2 separate regions of the Zea mays genome follow, and region 2 is linked to region 1. The links are chromatin contacts, called in public Hi-C maps. All regions are on one chromosome and are shown on one strand. Each heading gives the region's core, a stretch centred on a gene start, on an enhancer-like site or on the middle of the called end of the contact. The rest is flanking DNA. Distances are from core to core; before and after follow the strand shown. Region 1 holds the start of LOC100192852. Region 2 holds the start of LOC103646897 (probable LRR receptor-like serine/threonine-protein kinase At1g06840).

Region 1 (5,644 bases), core at 675-3,174:
GCCATTGTCCTTGATCACATTCTTTGATCTAATAATGTTCTATTAATCATCGTGACACTATTAGGTTAAGATGATGGCACATGATAGATTATCTAGTTTGTCTTTCCTACACCTTGCATACAAATGAACTATTGGATAGCTTTGATATTGCTCTACGTGGTTTTGTGTGTTATTCTACATATGAATCATGATCATGTTATTTTACCACTGTTAACTATTTAATTGTCAATGGATTATTTATTGTTCATGATAAGATTGTTTTGGTTAATTGGAACATGGAGCGACCACCCGAGGAAACAGTGCTACCACAAGAGTGGAATAGGATGTCCTTGACTGATTAATTAGGAAAGCTAGTGTGAGTTAATTATTTCCCAAAAGGGGCAAGTGGGGTGTGGGAAGCTGCCGGTATAGGGAGGTTCTCAGGTCGATCTGTCTACGATAGCTTTTCAGACGAGAGATTCCTATATCGTCCCTTTTTGCTTGAATCCGTAGTGGGTTCTCTTGTGCTAGTGAAACTTTGGAAAGGCCCTGTAGTGCTACCCTGCCTCGTCTCCTCGTTATAGATGAACGAGAGTCGAGACCCCTTGGCAAAATGGGTAACATGGCTTGTGGGTAAAGATGGACAATATATGAGAGTGTAAAACAATTATATCAGCCGTGCTCATGATCATAAGCGACTCGGACTCTCACATGAGTAGTTTATGTAATTAAATTTAACCAGTCATATATTGTGTTGCATTGTGGGATTTATTCATCATTGTGATCAATTATTTAATTTGGTTGATATACACTTATACTTAATAATTGCTAATAAAATTTTGACCAACTTATTAAAAGCAACACTCAACCTTAACCATTTTCCTTGGTAAGCCTTACACTACACATGAGACCCCACCGTAAGTGAGCTCATACAAATTATATCCCACACTTACTGAGCGATGACCATATGAGAGCTCACACTTGCTATAATCACATCAGTCAAGAATAGGTACTGCAAGATGAGAAGCATGAAGGATGCTACGATAAATTTGGAGAGGTCTAGGCTATCGTCTCTCAGTCAACTATAGTTGTGAAGGATCGTTGTCGTCATATGATGTATTTATTTAGCTATTTTTGTACATAACTCGTATTATATAATAAATATGTGACATTGATTTTTGTATCATGAATTATTATACACGTGAGATTTGATCCTAACATATATTTAAGACGCATCCGAGTTTACCCTTAAATCACAATTTTCTCTACAGCTTTAAAGCCCTATGGCTACGATAAAAGAGAACGGTTCGAAGAATATGAATGAGATTCCACCATCCAACTATCTTCTGTTAAATCTACTATTTTGAGATTTCACAATACTCCCTCTATCCTGCAACATACACCAGAGCTTTTCACTGGGATAACCACAGTTTTCAAGTGGGCCCGAGTCCGAGGCAAAGTTGGAAGAAGTGCACAATGTATTTTTGTCTGTAAAATATTTGTAGACAAATTTATCACCCTAAACTTATAACCTAGTATGATTTGTGTGTATTGGCGTTGTGTTATATTAGTAAAACCATTAATAAAACTACTTAAGATTAAAAAAATCACAAAAGTTAAGAGATTTAAAGAAAACCGGTTTGTAATTCATGAAGGAAAATCGAATGTAACAATAGTGGAGGAAATTAAATTGGATGTTCTAATAATAATAATAATAATAATAATAATAATAATAATAATAATAGTAATAATAATAATAATAGTAATAATAATAATAATAGTAATAATAATAATAATAATCTTTAAAGAGGATTCAGTAGAACGTTGGCTATGAAGCCCATGGCGAGCATAGATGGTTGCATTGAGCTGGGCCTTGTGATTCTAATGTTGTTGCAAAAACGAAAGGGTGTGGGTGGATGGTTGGGCGGCATGCGCGGTGGGGGAGGGGAAGAGAAAGCGAGAGGGAGAGAAATAGCAGGCCGCCTTGAGCTGGCATAGGACGCGACGGCCGACGGTCTCGGTCTCGCAGGGGCAGGGCTGGGCGGTCGACGGAGGCCAATTCTCCAACTTCCTCCCTCCGTCGATCATCCAGCACCAGCAGGAGAATCCCGTCGAATCCCCCTCTCAACCAAGGGCGCGCGCGCGTGCGTATGCCTCCTCCAGATCCAAAGCAACAGACAGCGAGGGGGCACCGGGGTCCGCCGCATGTTTGCGATTTATGGAGGATCATGCTTTCTTGCTTACTACATTAGCTCCTGACGCGCCGCCCTCCCCTCGCGTTCATTGATTTCTGTTATAATTACTACCGAGCTACTATCTCCACATTATTATTGGTAAAGAAAGAAAGGGCGCCTCCTCTAATTTGATGGGCATTCCGTTTCCTTCTCAACTTCAACGCCAACAACAGGTAGGGCGGAGCACCATTCTTTTTCTTTTGTACATTTGTTATCGACTCTATAATCGTTCTTCAACAAGGTTGCATAGAGAAAAGGTCCATTTCATGTTGAGGAATATTGAATCGAGAATTTTATAATGACCTCATTGCAGTTGATGCTACTATGGTTGGAAATCGGGCATGGTTCGGAGGGCTTTTCAGCGGCTCAGGCAAAAGGCGACAAGTCAGTGCAGAGAAGATAGTGCTTGATCTAACCCCTGTACAGGTACAGATGCACTGCCATCGTTATCATGATGTGTTTATTAGGCATAGTACATGCATGATTCTGTGTCGTCTCTTGTTTTTAGGGAAACAATAAATGAAATAGAATAAGCACAATGGCATGGACCATGCAAGCTTAATTGCGTTTCTTCCTACGCCTGAAATAACCCTGGTCTTAAATATTCATTCAGGAACAGAGACTGCAAAGTCTGAAGGAAAGGCTAAATGTACCTTACGACGAAACTCGGACGGATCATCAAGTGAGGAAACTCTCGACTCAATTAGCTTCACGACGAGGAGTACTTTATCATCAATACGGATTTCAATCCGTGTGTCCCTATGATGTAGATAGAGGCTTCAAACTTACTCTAGAGTAATCTAGAAACAAAATTGGTATTCTGCAACACTTAGCACAATGTAGATAGAGACTTCAAAATGCAACTAGCTTTGCTCTTTGTTTTGCTTAGTTAGTTATACCCTCATATTGACTTTGAGCCGATGTTGACTTGTGAAATTTATAATATTGTGTGCTTTGGATTTAGGATTCGCTTAGGGCTCTATGGAATGCCTCCTTTCCCGATACAGAGCTCACTAGCTTAGTTTCGGAACAGTGGAAAGACATGGGGTGGCAGGGCGTCAACCCAGCAACTGATTTCAGGTTAATCCGAGTTTTTTTGTTGCCTCTCTATGCACTATTTTAGGTTGTCGAAAATATGCTTCACACTTCCTTTCCTTTTAGAGGCCTGCAACCAGCTGCTGGTCCTGCATTTCCCTGACAGATGAAGAGTACGTCTTAACAATATCGTGTTACTTTGATTCCAGGGGCTGTGGATTTGTTTCGCTTGAGAACCTTTTGTTTTTTGCAAGAACGTATCCGGTAGGTCCTTTTTTCCCCTTTAATTTAATGATTAATATACACATATTTGTGCCAGAAACTAAGAGGTGGGTGGGTGGGTGGGTGGGATCTGGATTCATGGATCCTGCAGTATAATAATAAAAAACGAATGGAGTCCTCCTTACTAATTAAGTGAGCAAAGTGTCCATGCATATAGATCTGATGGTTGCTGGTGGCTGATCCACCAATTAAGCAGGCTTCTTTCAAGAGACTGATGCTGAAGCAGCAAGGAATGCGAACTACGTGGGAGTACCCCTTTGCGGTCGCAGGTGTAAACATCTCATACATGCTGATTCAACTGTTGGAGCTCAACTCAGGTATGCATGTCAACCATTCCAGAAGGACCAAAAGGATTTTTTTTTTTGTGTGGCTGGGCATGGCATCTGATCTCTACATGTGAAACTGTCCAGTTGCCTAGAATTAATAAGAATTCACATGTATCATCAGATTTGTTTTGGTCAAAAGCACTAATAAAAGCAGTAATCAGAGTACGTAGCCCACCATGCATGTGCATCGCGTTCGTACGAGTCAAACGGCCCCCGCATCATCATTGTGCAGGCACATTGCAAGTATAGTATCAGGTTTTGTTTCCTTTCTCAAGACGTGGAATCTTTGGATTTTGATCACGACTGTTGGACGATGAGCATGCATTATATTATAATAGGCACATGGTGGACACAGCTGGTGGCCTGGTGCTGATAACTGCTAACCGATCATCTCGTCCCCTTGCATGTATGCCTGCCTTGTGCTGCCCTGCCACCCATGATTGCCCAGCCTGATCATACATACCAGCAACAGCAAGCACACAGAACAAGCCAGTTCGCGCCAGAACCGTCATGTGGTTTCAAACAGAAAAGAAAGAAAGAAAGAAAGAAAGGGTTATGTTTATTTCATTTTGTTTTGTATGGTTGTGCATGTACTATCTCTTTGAAAGCAACATCTGAACGAATGATTGCTGGTTCCATTAACTGAGCTGTGCTGGTCTAATTTGCTTATTGGTTCAGATGATGATGTGCGATACCTGAAAGAAAGGAAGATGTTGCTGACTGTGCTCAAACAGTTTTCCTTTTTGCCTTTTCTTGTGTTTCAGTGCGCCCGAAGTCTTTGCCAGGGATTAACTTCATCAAAGTGTTGACAGGTAGGTAGGACAGAGAGTGGTTTGTAACTTGTCCATCCATTACCTGATTGAGAGTTTAATATATATATATATATATATATATATATTTATTTATTTATTTATTTATTTTACTATGGGCAGAACACGAGGATGCATTCGACGTGCTGTACTGCATAGCGTTCGAGATGATGGACGCCCAGTGGCTAGCAATGCGAGCCTCGTACATGCAGTTCAAAGTAATAAGCGGGTGATGCTTGTCCTTTTTTTTGTTTGTTTGAGTTAATTGATGATGAATCATTAGCTAGGATGCATGTGCAGGAGGTGCTGGAGGCCACAAGGCAGCAGCTCGAGAGGGAGCTCTCCCTGGAGGATCTCAATAGCATCCATGACCTCCCTGCCTGCAACCTTTTGTACAAATAGTACTAATGGTAGTTAGATTACTGTGATACAGTCAAAAGGAAATTTGTATGATGATCAGGTTGCATGTAACCAGAATCATCAATCAGCCTGTAAAAAGAGAATATGTGAAAATTGTATTAAGCTGAACTGACTACTGTTGAGGTCAAAAGGTTGTGTTTTGTCATGTGAAGGAGGCGCTTTTTGACTGGATCCGCGCGGGAGCATACATAGGACAACTGCTAGCTTCCGATCCAATGCAATGAATGATCACTACGCAGACCCTTTTGAGGCTGGTGGATTGTGTAGATTTAATATGCAAAAAAGATAAGAGACAATATTGTGTACGTCTGGTGATGCATGTGCTTGCTTTGTTCCCTTGTTCCAGATCCTCAATAGATGATGATGATTATTATTATTATCATTATTAGTAGTAGAAAAAAACAAAAGGCATTGTTTGGAGAGAGATAGAAAAGGAAAAAAAAGGAAGAGCAGTGGAAAAGGAGCATTTTTTTCTTTTAGGTGATGTGCTCGTGCAGTAACAGCGACCGGAGGAGCAGCTCTGTCAATCCCTGAAGAAGAAAGCATGAAGAGAATCAAC
Region 2 (5,426 bases), core at 2,415-4,914, 440 kb before region 1:
ATAGGATGTACAACAATGGCACACATGCCAAAAACTTGTACCAGAGAAACACCTTTAAATTATTATGAAGGAAAATAGAAATACCATGTTTTTGGGTGAATCTTAGATTCAGTCTAATGAATACTAAATTAAATTAATAGCTCTGAAGAACCAAACAGTAATTTGGTTGGTTATTGCCTAAATTTGGTAGGATAGACACCCGGAGTCAAACTCGGGGCTCACCAATTTGTCAATACCTCCCTGAGAAATTGGTTTCAGCATGTTTCCTGGCCAGACAGGGTTTAGTACACCTCAACCTTCAATTAAAAAAATGGCATGGGAAGTATCTCCTCTCCCAGTGATCAAGTTAAAAAAACTTACAGCCATGACATGCCCCATGTGCAACCAAAACATCAAACAATGTTTTTTTTGAACTTTAAATACAGCAGGGGAGATCCCCACGGTAAGGATTTTATTAACAAATGAAAAGAACACCACTGCACAAAGAGGGAGAGGGGAAAATAGGAGCCAGGGAGCTACAAGTCTACAACTAAGAGAACTGCACAAGCTGTACAAGCAGAAACAAGACCAACAAAGTTAAGCTAGGACAGTAAGAAGGGAGAAGAAACTAGGTTTTTTAGAGGAGCCGGTCAGACAATGTTGTTGACCAAATTTCTAAGACGTGCTGCAGATTTCGACTTACATTAACTCCAGAGAAGTGATATTTCCGACCTCCTTAGGTATGGTCCCGCCAATCGAATTCCACATAAAATCCCTTCAAAAGAAATAAATACTCAGCATCTTTGTGCATGTACGATTAAATAAGTGGGCAGTTCAAATGACAAGCTAAACTTAGCTCAGCAATCAATCAATTGCCAGCTGAAATTAAATCCACTCACATAATTTTCATTTGAGAAAGCTGACCAAGCTCAGGAGCCAAAATTCCAGATAGATTCAAACTTAGGAGCTGTCTGCAATCAAATTTGTGTTATACACGTAAATGCTTTAATAGCTATGGAATTAACTGGCGGGTGGGGTGGGGTGGGCTTTTTTGCGGTTGTAAATTATTCTCTTCTTTATTGAAATGACATGTTGCTCTCCTATGCTTTTGAGAGGAAACTGGTGGATGGAAGATGTGGTCAAGTGAAACAAGTGCACAGAATCACAGTAATTACATCTGATTGTAAAAATAGCTAACTTCAGTCATAACAGAATAGTATTAACACATTATGTTCCAAACAAAATATTGTCTATTTTCCAACAATGCAAATCAGGAAGAGTATAATGAATGCTCCAACATATTTCTGCTTTGGAGAGAGAATGTGTGATAGCAGTTAATAGGTAATCAATTTTTATCTTCCCAAAAATGTTGGAAAAAAGATCCAGGTGCAAACTTTTGGCCTACTAAGGCAGTAAACAAATTTATAACAAAACTAAGTTCAGGTTTAGTCACTCATCACCAAAAGTAACTCATAACCAAATGTTAAGGTGTAGTGTGGAATATAACAAGCACTTGATTGACAAAGAGATCGCTTATGCTCATACAATTCTTTTACATGGAAGTATCCATCACTGCCTGTTGCATTGTAACAGATAACATGGGACCAATTTCCCATGCATGGATCTCCTCGGTTCCAGCTGCTAAGATTTCCGTGTGGATCTATCAAGCTGCCCCTAATAGCCTTGAGGGCATCAACTGCAGAGCAGATGAATTAGTTTGAGAATAATGTTGCAAAGAAAAAATTGAAGGCATGAAAAACAATTGTGATAATATAAGTAGTACTGCTGAATTGTATACACCTCTCCACCAAAGTAAGGGGCTAAGGGCCATGTTTACAAGGTAAAAGTGAAATGGGCACAAATGACGATTATGCAGAGATCAAGTCGAGTAATGGGTATGCATGCAAAGTGCAGTGAATAAGAAGGATTTTACCTTCCCATGGTGCAGTGATCTGTGCAGCGGTCGGTTGCAAAAGGGTAAAAAATAACGTGAGGATAATGGAGCACAGGCAGAGCACTTGTGGCTGTAACATATTTTGCCCCATTTGTCCAGAATATATAGATTTCACACTTGCAGGATCCCTCTGATAGCAGAATCCATTCCCTGTTAGGGAGCAGTGAAGTAGGTGTTAGTTGTACAAAACCAAGATACATAAAGGGCACCAAGATACATAAAGGGCACCAAAATAAACCAAGATACATAAAGGGCAACAAAACCAAGATACATAAAGCGGCTGGCAAATTTATGAGAAGTATTCATCAAAAAGGGAAAAAATCTTTGTTAGTTGGAAATTCTTTGTGCAGTTGTCAGCTTATATTATATGAAACTTAAAAGAGTAAGTTTTGTATTATAACAGCATCAATCGGTAGGCGCTTGGTGACCATTAGCGCCAATATACACAAGAACTGGAAGTAAAAAAACAAATAAACAGTAGGATGATAAGGGCCTAAAACATGGCATTAGAAAGTTTTGGAACACAGACACAGTACAAGGTGGAGAAAGAAATTCCTTTGCTGCTCCAATTCACAGGCAATGAAATGTTGCTGCTACATCCCTAACAAACAATTGTAGGCACGGCACCGTAGCTGAGTATGCGCTCATCAAAGGATTAAAGCATGGCATGGCATGGCATGGCATGATATTTCTTCAACTGAAGACGAAGAAAAAAACTTGCAGATTGCAGCTAAGCAAAGTACTCCTTCCGTTTCTTTTTAGTTTGTCGCTGGATAATTTAATTATTATCCAACGACAACTAAAACGAAACGGAGGGAGTAATCGAGAGCAACTTCGTAGTATTAGTATGGGAAGAAAAAGAAGAAAGCTGAACTCACCAGCACCAGGTACAGGTAGCAAATCAAGCAGCAGAGAGGACGCCAAGCAGAGGGATGGATTGAGCCGAATAGGGCGCTGACAGTGGAGTTGCCGGATGAAGGGGACGAAGCAATAAAGAAACGCGCCAGTGCCAGCGGTCGAGTAGCAGAGCAGGTAGCTACGGCGAGCTTACGCTGGCGACTAGGATAATATTGAAATGGCAACGGAGGGTGTGTGAAATGTGAAAGGGACGATCCATCGTCCACCTCTGAGAGTGATAGGGACACCGGGAACAAGCAAGTAAAGTAGGGGCGCCCGTGTTGAGGTTGAGGGACACCGAGCAGCATTGACCCTTTCCTTCCCTCCACCTCTTTGCGACCATTTCTTCTTTCACCCTCCCTTCCTCTGCTGCTTCTCCGGGAAGGTGGAGGAAGACAGGAAGTAGTACATGGAGTCCCAAAATACCAATCCGCCACCCAACCATCCCGCATTGACCGCTACCAGAAACATTAAATGAACGAACGCGAGGCTGACACTGCCCAATCATCCAGCCGCAGCGATTGGACGGGGGTTGGTGCTGATTGCTGAAATGAAACAGACTTGATTTGTTGCTCTGCTCGCCTTCCCCACTTCTCTCGCTCTCCACCCGTCGTCTGTCTCCTCTTCCCCTTTTCTGACATCAACCCGACGAATTTTCTCCCTTTGAATAGACCAATCCGCGGGGAGGAAATATCGAAAAAAATCAAGGAAGAAGATGTCAATCCTGGACAAGAGCCCCTCGAAAGTCATTTTACCCCCGCCGTCACCGCCTACCTCACGACGACGCTGTTCCCTCCCTTCACAGGGAGAAAAAAATACGGCAGCTTTTCACACGCTGCATTCTTCTCGCTTCAGAGCCGACCCTAAATATGGGGCCACCCGGTCCGACACAGGCTGAGGCCTTGTTCGTTTGTGTCGGATTGGTGGATCGGAACAATTCCCGACCGGATTGTTTCTCTAATTTATATAACCTTTGATTAGCCGGAACGATTTCGGGTGCAATCCGACGCAAACGAACAAGCCCTAAGCAAGTCCGGACACAATTGGATTTTGGGTTAGCTCTGTCCATAATTAACACGGCTTGAGGTTTTTGAGGTGTTGAATTGGTCCATGTACTTAGCCTTCAGGGCATGACATGTTATTGGTTATACCCCCATCTTTCATTCTTTCATCGTTATCAGCAATAGGTCCACTCTATGTGTCAGTAGGTGACACGGTTATACTCAAGACCATCCTTGTTGCTCTCGATGACATCCAAAATATTCTCGCGTTTGATTAGGAATGGAGAAGAATGAAGTGACTCCATTTCTATTTTTTGGATGTTTGATTTTCAACAAAATATCAGTAGAGCGGCTCCTAAAGTCTGCATATAAAAATTTACCAAAAATAGTGGAATGCTCTCGCTCCAATAAAATAACTGGATGCGAGCGCTCCTCCGCTCTCCTCCCCTCTACACTCAGGGCTGGTTTAGCAGCCTAATTCCTCGTCGGGTTCCCAGCGTTTTCCTGTGTCAGCAGCTCACGCGCTAAACTCCCACGGGCCACAGTTTTATCTTGTTTGGAAGCCTGCTCTGCGGGGATAGTGGCCCACCCCGAGCCCAACTTCCACGTGGAAAATCATCCAGCCTTCACACGTCGGGCGACGATCCCCGTCTCTTCGTCTCACCTCGTCTCATCAGGGTCGCCGGTCGGACGCCACCCCTCCGCTGGTCGCCGCCACCGCTCCACCGGTCGTCGCGCACCCCTCCGCCGGAGATTTTATCGGGTAAATCCACCGATCGCTGTGCACCCTTCTTGGTCATGCTAAGATTGTTTTTCTCCACTCTCGCTTCTTGGACGGTCATGGACGGTCGCCTCCTCTCAACCCTGTCCACCAGTGGCAGCCATACGCCGAGGCCATGGACGGTTGTCTCCTCTCAACCCATGGGAGGGAGGAAGCATATGCTAGAGCATGCCCAGTCGGTAGCAGTGGAAGAGCAAGTTCTCTTTCTAGCTAGGGTTTGTTGATGTCCTTGTTACGCTCGCCGCACTGCATTAGTGGCAGCAGAAGGAGTTGGTGTTGGTCTTGTCGAGATACTTTAGATCTTGATTAGTTGTTGTTTAGACATGTATCCATCAACCTCGTTCATCAGTTTATTGGGCAACGACTCACAATCTGTCACTACCTCTCTCATCAGTCTATGAAAATGTGATGGCTACTAGATCGAATGGCGAAGACAAGAATTAATTGAAGAGGAATTAAATTACGGTATTTCTGTCCACAGCTTTAATTCTATGGACCTCATTCTAGTGGATGAGTTTTTTAGAATTTAAAGGGTTTAGAGCCTGTTTGGTTTGTGGCTAAATGTGCCACACTTTGCCTAAGGTTAGTCGTCTAAATTGAATAACTAGGGCGTGTTTGGTACATGGCCTAAGCCGCCGCCACCAGCCACACTTTTCCCGCCACAGTTGTGGCGGCCGATTTGGCCGCCCCAACTTAGGCGTGGCGTGGCGCCACACGCCACAAACCAAACATGCCCCTAACCTTATACAGAAAAGTTAGGCAAAGTGGCAACTTAGGTAGCGAATCAAACATGTCTTTAGTCTGAAATCGATGT

Evidence for each region. Hi-C and Micro-C count contacts between places; a contact is called where the count stands out from the background.
Region 2: a contact with region 1 is called in a Hi-C map of leaf, with 9 times the contacts expected there. The contact joins the promoter of LOC103646897 here to the promoter of LOC100192852 in region 1. A contact is called at or near these places in 4 of 25 Hi-C or Micro-C datasets (ear, leaf and root tip).

What each region holds. Positions count from the first base shown.
Region 1 is chr2:117,644,592-117,650,235 of Zm-B73-REFERENCE-NAM-5.0, reverse strand. LOC100192852 reads left to right here and starts at 1,924. Exons shown (of 8, transcript NM_001138042.1): 1 at 1,924-2,386; 2 at 2,527-2,639; 3 at 2,827-2,895; 4 at 3,178-3,293; 5 at 3,458-3,512; 6 at 3,727-3,847; 7 at 4,621-4,668; 8 at 4,789-5,211. The coding sequence starts at 2,538. The coding sequence ends at 4,898.
Region 2 is chr2:118,083,389-118,088,814 of Zm-B73-REFERENCE-NAM-5.0, reverse strand. LOC103646897 (probable LRR receptor-like serine/threonine-protein kinase At1g06840) reads right to left here and starts at 3,664. Exons shown (of 20, transcript XM_008671521.2): 1 at 2,812-3,664; 2 at 1,913-2,083; 3 at 1,525-1,675; 4 at 879-950; 5 at 683-754. The coding sequence starts at 2,024.